2 separate regions of the Capra hircus genome follow, and region 2 is linked to region 1. Evidence: chromatin contacts called from public Hi-C data. All regions are on one chromosome and are shown on one strand. The core of a region is the stretch at or near the end of the contact, and the rest is flanking DNA. Distances in the headings are between cores, read along the strand shown.

The links. A called contact is a pair of places that touch in the nucleus more often than the background predicts.
Region 2: a Hi-C map of blood shows a contact between it and region 1, with 11 times the contacts expected there. The contact joins two enhancer-like sites. A contact is called at or near these places in 2 of 5 Hi-C or Micro-C datasets (both in blood).

What each region holds. Positions count from the first base shown.
Region 1 is chr10:45,094,214-45,097,921 of ARS1.2, forward strand. MYO5C (unconventional myosin-Vc) reads right to left here. Exons shown (of 41, transcript XM_005685762.3): 12 at 2,321-2,461; 13 at 22-147. Among named protein-coding and RNA genes, the nearest start is that of MYO5C, 49 kb to the right of the region's middle. Within about 2 kb of position 1,653, at least 3 of the 5 cell types and tissues checked have an H3K27ac peak or open chromatin away from gene starts, as enhancers often do.
Region 2 is chr10:45,535,570-45,539,576 of ARS1.2, forward strand. No RefSeq gene overlaps it. Among named protein-coding and RNA genes, the nearest start is that of ONECUT1, 49 kb to the right of the region's middle. Within about 2 kb of position 1,767, at least 1 of the 5 cell types and tissues checked has an H3K27ac peak or open chromatin away from gene starts, as enhancers often do.

The sequences.
Region 1 (3,708 bases), core at 403-2,902:
TGCTCCAGACTCTCACTGTACCTTATCTGCAAAGTGCTGGATGATAAAGGAGGTGTTTGACATTCTGGGTTTTTCAAACAAAGAGTTTTTGTTGACAAAATTATTATACAGCTTTTGAAGCCAGTTTTCATCAGTCCCATGTGGTAACTGGAAGAGAAAAGCAAACCAAACAGCAAGTAAGACAACTAGAGACAAAAGATTAACCAAGGGGAGGAAAAGTGCTGATTCTAAGAAACAAAGATGAGCTGCACTTCCAAGTGGACTGCTCGATGTGGGAGGCTCCTTTTTCAACAGCAATAGAGGCATGAGTCTATCTTTGATCTTATTCTTTAGAGTGATATTTCAATAGACATTTTATCAATGCTCTTTTAGAAGAACAAGATGTTATCAATGAAAAGGAAACTGATATAATGATATAAAGATGAAGGATTTTATTTCTGCAAAACTGGCAGTATTTTAATATTTTTTCCCAAAGTAGTCTAAAGATTCAGGAAAAAGTAGCATAAATTCCATTAGGTGAAAACAATTTTTATTCTTGGTTGAATGGAGAAAGGTTGGCACCCAAATGTAGTCCTTCCCATCTCCTGCCTCACGAAGAGTTTTTCTATTGTTTCACTGCCTAGTTAATACTTCCCTCCTTGAACTAGGTCTTAACTATTTACACTAAGCTAGTTGCTGGTGATTTTGAAGCTATCCTCAGCTATAGCCTGAACTCTGTGAATCTAATACTCCATAGTGTCCAAATGACACCTGCAAACTTCTTTGTGACACTGGTCACCTGGGGACTATCTCTGTAGTGTTAGTCATTCAGTTGAATCCGACTCTGCGATGTTAAGGACTGTCGTCCACCCGGCTCCTCTGTCCATGGGATTCTCCAGGCAAGAATATTGGAGTGGGCAGCCATTTTCTCCTCCAGGGGATCTTCCCAACCCAGGGATGTAACACAGGTCTGTGTTGCAGGCAGATTCTTTATCATATGAGTCACCAGGCGAGCTCTGTAGATTTGGTACAAATATTCCTAGAGCCCACATTGGCCTCTGCACCCTGCCCCCAGTAGATCATTCCAGAATGTTTGGCCTTGGTGCCTGCCTTTTAATCTTACATCACTGCAGGGACTAAAACATAGGTGGCATCAGAAAGGATGGTTTGTGAGAAGAACCATGGAATTGAGAATTATAGGTAGAAAATACCAGTACGTCTTCAACATTATAATCATGGACAATTCCACGGACGAGGAGACGGAGCCACGTCCTCGCCCAGGCGGGAGGGGACGCACTGGAGCCGTCGCGGAGGCGTGCTCTGCAGCAGGTTGAACCGTCATCGCTAACTCCCCACGGGCCCCTGGTGCCTGTGCCCGTGTTTCCGTAGGACGCGCAGGGGCCCCTTTCACAGCTGTGCTGGTGCTCCGCGAATGCCCCCCTGGTGTCCTGGAATTGACTACTCACGCTCTGTTGTAATTATCATTAAACTGACTATTTTTCTTATGTTTTAAAAAACAATCATGGACAAGTGGAGTTGCTCAGTCGTGTCTGACTCTTTGAGACCTGATGAACTGTAGCCCACCACGCTTCTCCATCCATGGGATTTTCCAGGCAAGAGTACTGGAGTGGGTTGCCATTTCCTTCTCCAGAGGATCTTCCCGATCCAGAGATTGAACCCAGGTCTCCCGCATTGTAAGCAAGACACTTCACCATCTGAGCATGGAAGGGGGTGATAAATCTTTGGGAAAAAAAATAAGATGTGTGTGTTTAAACATTAAAATATCAATTTCAAACCCAAAAGACCAAATACCATCCTAGGGATTATTTTTTCCTATGGCCCCATGAAGGCCACTGCTAGGCTGACTCACTATAAAGTTGTTCCTCCCAGAGAGTAATAACAATAGGAAAATTCCTAGAGTCTCTTTTCTCAATTGTATGATGTTGATTTTTCAGCTGCACCTCCCAGTGGGTGACTCATGGAATCAGGAAGTAAGACAAAACTCAATCCCTGTTAGTCATTAACAACTGGAGTGTGGTCACTTGCTGTTTGCATGTCTACTCCATATACATACCCAGAGTCAGCTTCAAAGTGCTCCTCCCTGTTAGACATGACCTAAGAGGTCATGCATGTTACCCATGGGTGGGCTATACATGCTGAGGGTGGGAGGTTTACTCAGCCTCTTGGGGTTCCTGCTATGGACTGCTGTCCCAGAATTAACAGCAAATCAACTGGTAATTGATCAATCAGGAATTTACATGTAGATTTTTAAAAATTCTATTTGGAAATAGGCTCATCTATTATTGCTCTGAAGTTAAAGAAAATTATTTTTAAAAGTTACCAAGCATTCTTCATCCAGTAACTCCAAAATGCCCATTTTTGCTTCAATCAGGTCAATGACTGGTTGGTTGTCATAAAAGTCTATGAGAGTCCAAGGAATGTCTTCCTTCATATACTCTTCTTGTTCAAGTTTAAAGACATGCTGGAAATCCAGAAGTTAATATAGAAAGTAAGAGAGAGTATTAGAGTGTGCTTCTGAAGAACAGGACATAGACATTTGGAAAATGTAGGCACATGACTTGATCTGTAATGTTTATGGAAGCCTCCGAGGTGCATGTCACTCCCCTTACCCACAATCAGTGCTGCTGAGGTCCTATCATGGGTCTAGTTGTCATCTTGCTGCCCAGGCTGAGTGGGTCCCCACATCCTGGGGTGTAAACTCTGGGCCAGCCTGCCACCCTTGGCACTCAAGGCGGTCCTGGAACCTCTCCCTGCTCAGCCACTGCTGCTGTCAAACATGGAGCCAGACTCTTTGACTGGGTTAAGAGCAAGCCCACCCAAGAGGGCTGGCTGTGGGGCCAGTGTGAGAGGCTAACAACTTGAAGAGCTTTGTGCATTACTTGTTTGAACAACAGGGGTACAGGGAAGGCTTTCCAGAGGGCTGGCTGGCTCAGGGTCATCCTGGCTGCAGGTGGCAGAAGGGGGAGGGGCTGCAAGGAGAAAGGCTCCCATGGGAGAATCCCACTGGGAACTGCAGGAAGCCCAACAGGTGGCTGGGAACCAGACAGTGCCCACACAAGCAGAGAGAGAGAGACAGAGAGAAAGAGCGCACAATGGTAATGGCTGGAGTGATAGATGGGGCTGCTGAGGACGGCAGAGGGGAAATCATGCCAGACCAGATTTGTAGTGAACCCCCAGAGAATCTCAGTCCTGTGGCCTTTTCCTGGGGGAGAGAGGACCCATGGAGTTCATGACAAGACTTAGGTTCTGTAAAGGTAACTTGGTTTGGAGGTGGGAATGGCTTTGAAGAGACCAGAACTGGAGGGGAGGGCCCAGACAGGACTCAGCCCAGGGTTCTGCAGAGGCTGGATGCTGTGCAAGGAAGGGGAGTAAGAGCAGAGGCTGGGTGAACACAAGGCTCAGGACACCGGGTCAGGGGTGGTGCTTTAACCACAGCAGGGAGCACAGACGGCATGGAGGCCAAGAGAGGAAGGTGGCAGGGTCATTTTGTCATGGCTTAGCTCCCAGAGGCTACTCAGATGCAGGGGTCCAGCAGAAGGCAGATCAATGGGACAGGAGCCAGGAGAGAACTCACTAGGGCTTATACTTATATTTTAAGTCATTACCCCTCCCAGGAGGATCTGCGTATTGATAGATGTCTCTAACAACATCAAAGGGGGAAAAATAAGGAGGATTTAGTGGAAGAGGAGGAAAGGCAGAATAAAAAAA
Region 2 (4,007 bases), core at 517-3,016, 440 kb after region 1:
AGACAGACCTCAGGATCGTGTCAGTGCCTTGAGATTCTAAGTAAGGAATCCTTTCTTGGGAGGAGCCAAGGAGAAGGGCCACCTGTGATCTGGGCCCTCCAGCTTCCTGACGACTGGCTTGGACTAGACCTTGAGACACTTGCAGCGATGGCTGCCTGTGGTGGCTCCCAACCTGCACTGGATGAGGCACTCAGGAGCCTCTCCTGCTGCGGCTGGTTCCTGAAGTTCCTCCCTGTCAGTCCTAACACCTCTCAGGCCAGGATCCCTGCTGGCTCTGAAGGCGCTGTCCTCCCACACATCCTTCTAACCCGCTGCCTTGTTGAGGGGCTGGGGGCAGTTAGGACGCCAGGTGGTACGTGTTCACTGGACAGGCAGCACAGCACTCATCTGTCCATTAGCAGGAGGTTATGCGTTAGGAGTGGTAGAAAGGGCATCTTTAAATAGACTTCTGTTTTGCTTGTTTGGTTTCGGGCCTAGTGACTGAAGTCTCTCTGGGAGAAGCTTCAGAAGTACCAGGAAGGTCTGGCCACAAGTTTCGGGCTCTATATTTCACAACAATTATCCTTCCACTGCAGTGGGGTAAAGAAAAGTTAAGTCAGGTTCAGTAGCGGAACAAGGAACAAACGTTCCCAGGTTCGGAAAATCAGAACACAATGCATCATTAAAATACATATTTTAGGGAATTCCCTGGCAGTCCAGTGATTAAGACTCTGAGCTTCCACTGCAGGGGTGTGCCAGGTTGCTTCTGTTGTGTCTGACTCTTCGTGACCCCATGGACTATAGCCCACCAGGCTCCTCTATACATGGGATTCTCCAGACAAGAACACTGGAGTGGGTTGCTATGCCCTCCTGCAGAGGATCTTCCTGACCCAGGGATTGAACCCAAGCCTCCTGCATTGGCAGGTGGATTCTTTACCACTAGCACCACCTGGGAAGCCCTCCACTGCGGGGGCTGCAGATCAAAACTAAAATTCTGCAAGCTGTGTGGCTTGGCCAAAAACACCGAAAACCAACCAACCAAAAACAAAATTGAAGAAAACCCCAAACCCAAATCAGAAATAACCATATCTTATATGTCTTAACCATTATGGGGAGGTTCATCTTAATTAGCATGCCTGAACTTCATCAGGGACTCCTTGGTGCCCAGAACCAGAAATCATCCCATCTCTGTCACCTGGGAGCCCTCACCGGCACAGATGAAAGGCAGGAACTTAGGATGGGTTTCCTCTGCCCCATGGAAGGGGGATTGGACTCATCAAAGTCTTGGCTTGAAGTTCTAATTCTAGCACTTGCTGGCTGTGGTGTCTCCTGCCCGCTTGGGGTTCACAGCTACCAAAGATGGCTGAGACACTGAGGTCAGGTTTTTGATGATGGGAGTGGTTCTGGGGTTTGGGAGAGAAGACAGCAGAGAGGAAAAGAGAAACGAGTGGAGTTCCTCCTAGGCCCACTGTTCTCAGAAAACCCAGCAAGACATTTGGTAACAGTCTTATTTAAAAATTATTAAACTTTTATACTGTTACTGATTTATAGTTTCTTTAAAAGTCTCTCAAATATGGCATTAGCACCTGGTGGAGGCAGTGCCCAGGGCTCCTTCCTGATGCCCCAGGCTGGGGTGGGAGCAGGCTGGGGATAGGGTGGAGTGGATAAATTTGCCTCCAAGCCTTAGATCACTGTTTACAAGTTCTTTCCTCTATGCCTCATCACTTAAGTGTTCATAAATAATGGCATCACCCTAGAGTGACGTATATCAAATAATGACAATGTCATCTTTATCCCCTGTCTCCAGGACATCTCACTGCTTCACCTACCTCCTTAAGCTCCTCTCGCTTCTTGGGTTTCACTGATGAGAAACTAATCAAGTGCTGCCACCTGCTGGCAAAATGGTATATAACTAAGGAGTTGCAGCCTGGAAAATGTTAAAACCTTGGGTTCTCAACCACCAGGCCATTCAGGCATGACCTAAATCAAATCCCTTATGATTATACAGTGGAAGGGACAACTAGATTCAAGGGATTAGGTCTCATAGGTTCATAACACTGTACAAAAGGCAGTGATCAAAACCATCTCCAAGAAAAAGAAATTTAAAAAAGGCAAAATGGTTGTCTGAGGAGGCCTTAAAAATAGCTGAGAAAAGAAGTGAAAGGCAAAGGAGAAAAGGAAAGATATACTTATCTGAGTGAAGAGTTCCAAAGAATAGCAAGGAGAGATAAGAAAGCCTTCCTCAGTGATCAGTGCAAAGAAATAGAGGAAAACAGTAGAATGGGAAAGACTAGAGGTCTCTTCAAAAAAATTAGAGATACCAAGGGAACATTTCATGCAAAGATGGGCACAATAAAGGACAGAAATGGTATGGACCTAACAGAAGCAGAAGATATTAAGATAAGAAGATATTAAGAAGAGGTGGCGAGAATACACAGAAGAACTCTACAGAAAAGATCTTAATGACCCATACAACCACAATGGTATGGTCACTCACCTAGAGCCAGACGTCTTGGAGTGTGAAGTCAAGTGGGCCTTAGGAAGCATTATTACAAATAAAGCTAGTGGAGGTGATGGAATCCCAGCTGAGCAATTTCAAATCCTAAAAGATGATGCTGTGAAAGTGCCGCACTCAACTTTTGAGAATCCCTTGAACAGCAAGGAGATCAAATCGGTCAATGCTAAAGGAAATCAACTCTGATTACACTTTGGAAGGACTGATGTTGAAGCGGAAGCTCCAATACTCTGGCCACCTGATAATAAGAGCTGACTCATTGGAAAAGACCCTGATGCCGGGAAAGACTGAGGGCAGGAGGAAAAGAGGGTGACGGATGAAATGGTTGGATGGTATCATCAACTCAATGAATATGAGTTTGAGCAGACTCTGGGAGACAGTGAAGGACAGCGAAGCCTGGTGTGCTATAGTTCATGTGGTCGCAAAGTGTCAGACACGACTGAGCGACTGAACAAAACAACAAAGTTTCCAAGTCAAGGTGCTTCGCTGTAAGTGACTGGGCTGCTGCTTTTCACACTATTCTGTTAGCAACCTATGAAGCAAAGAAGGAACCCACAACTGGACTTTAAGAGAAAAATGAATTTGGACATAGTTGTTTAAGTCAAATAGTTTAAACTTTTTTTTAAATTTATTTTAAATTTTATTTATTTATTTATTTATTAAATTTTAAAATCTTAATTCTTACATGCGTAAACTTTTTACACTGAAATAATTTTAGACACGTAGAGAAGTTGCAGAAACAGTACAGGGAGTCCTGCTTACCCTTTATCCAGCTATGCCTGATATTCACATTTTACATAACCACAGTGCAATTACTGGATCCAGGAGATTAATGTAGACACAATGCTTTTAGCTACTCTAGAGACTTAATTTGAACTTTGACTGTTTCCCCACTAATATCTTTTTTCTTGCCCAGAATTCCGTCCAAGAGCTCACATTGTCTTGTCTCCTAGTCTCCTCCAATAGTGACAATTCTTCAGTCTTTCTTGACCCTAACACTTTTGAAGAGTACGAGTCAGTTAATTTTCTATAATGTTCCTCAGTTTGTCTGATACTATCTCATGATTAGATTGAAGAAATTTATTTTGGATAGTATACTAATGTTGATATGTGTTATTTATAGGTGACTCCGACAGTAAAGAATCTACCGGAAATGTAGGAGACCTGGGTTCGATCCCTAGGTTAGGAAGATCCCCTGGAGAAGGAAATGACAACATATTCCAGTTTTCTTGCCTGGAGATTTCCATGGACAGAGGAACCTGGCGGGGTCCATGGGGTCGCAAGAGTCTGACTATTGAGCAACTGATGTTTCCAATTTTTCACTTTTCACTAATGCTAACTTTGATCTCTCGGTTAAGGAGCTATCAGGTTTCTCTGCTCTAAAGTTACTATCTTTCCCCTCTGTAATTAGTAAGCATCTTCTATGGAGATACTTTGAGATTTTGCACATATCCAATTTCTTATCTTTTACCGATTTTACCATTCATCAATAGTTGTTGCCTGCAGCACTTAT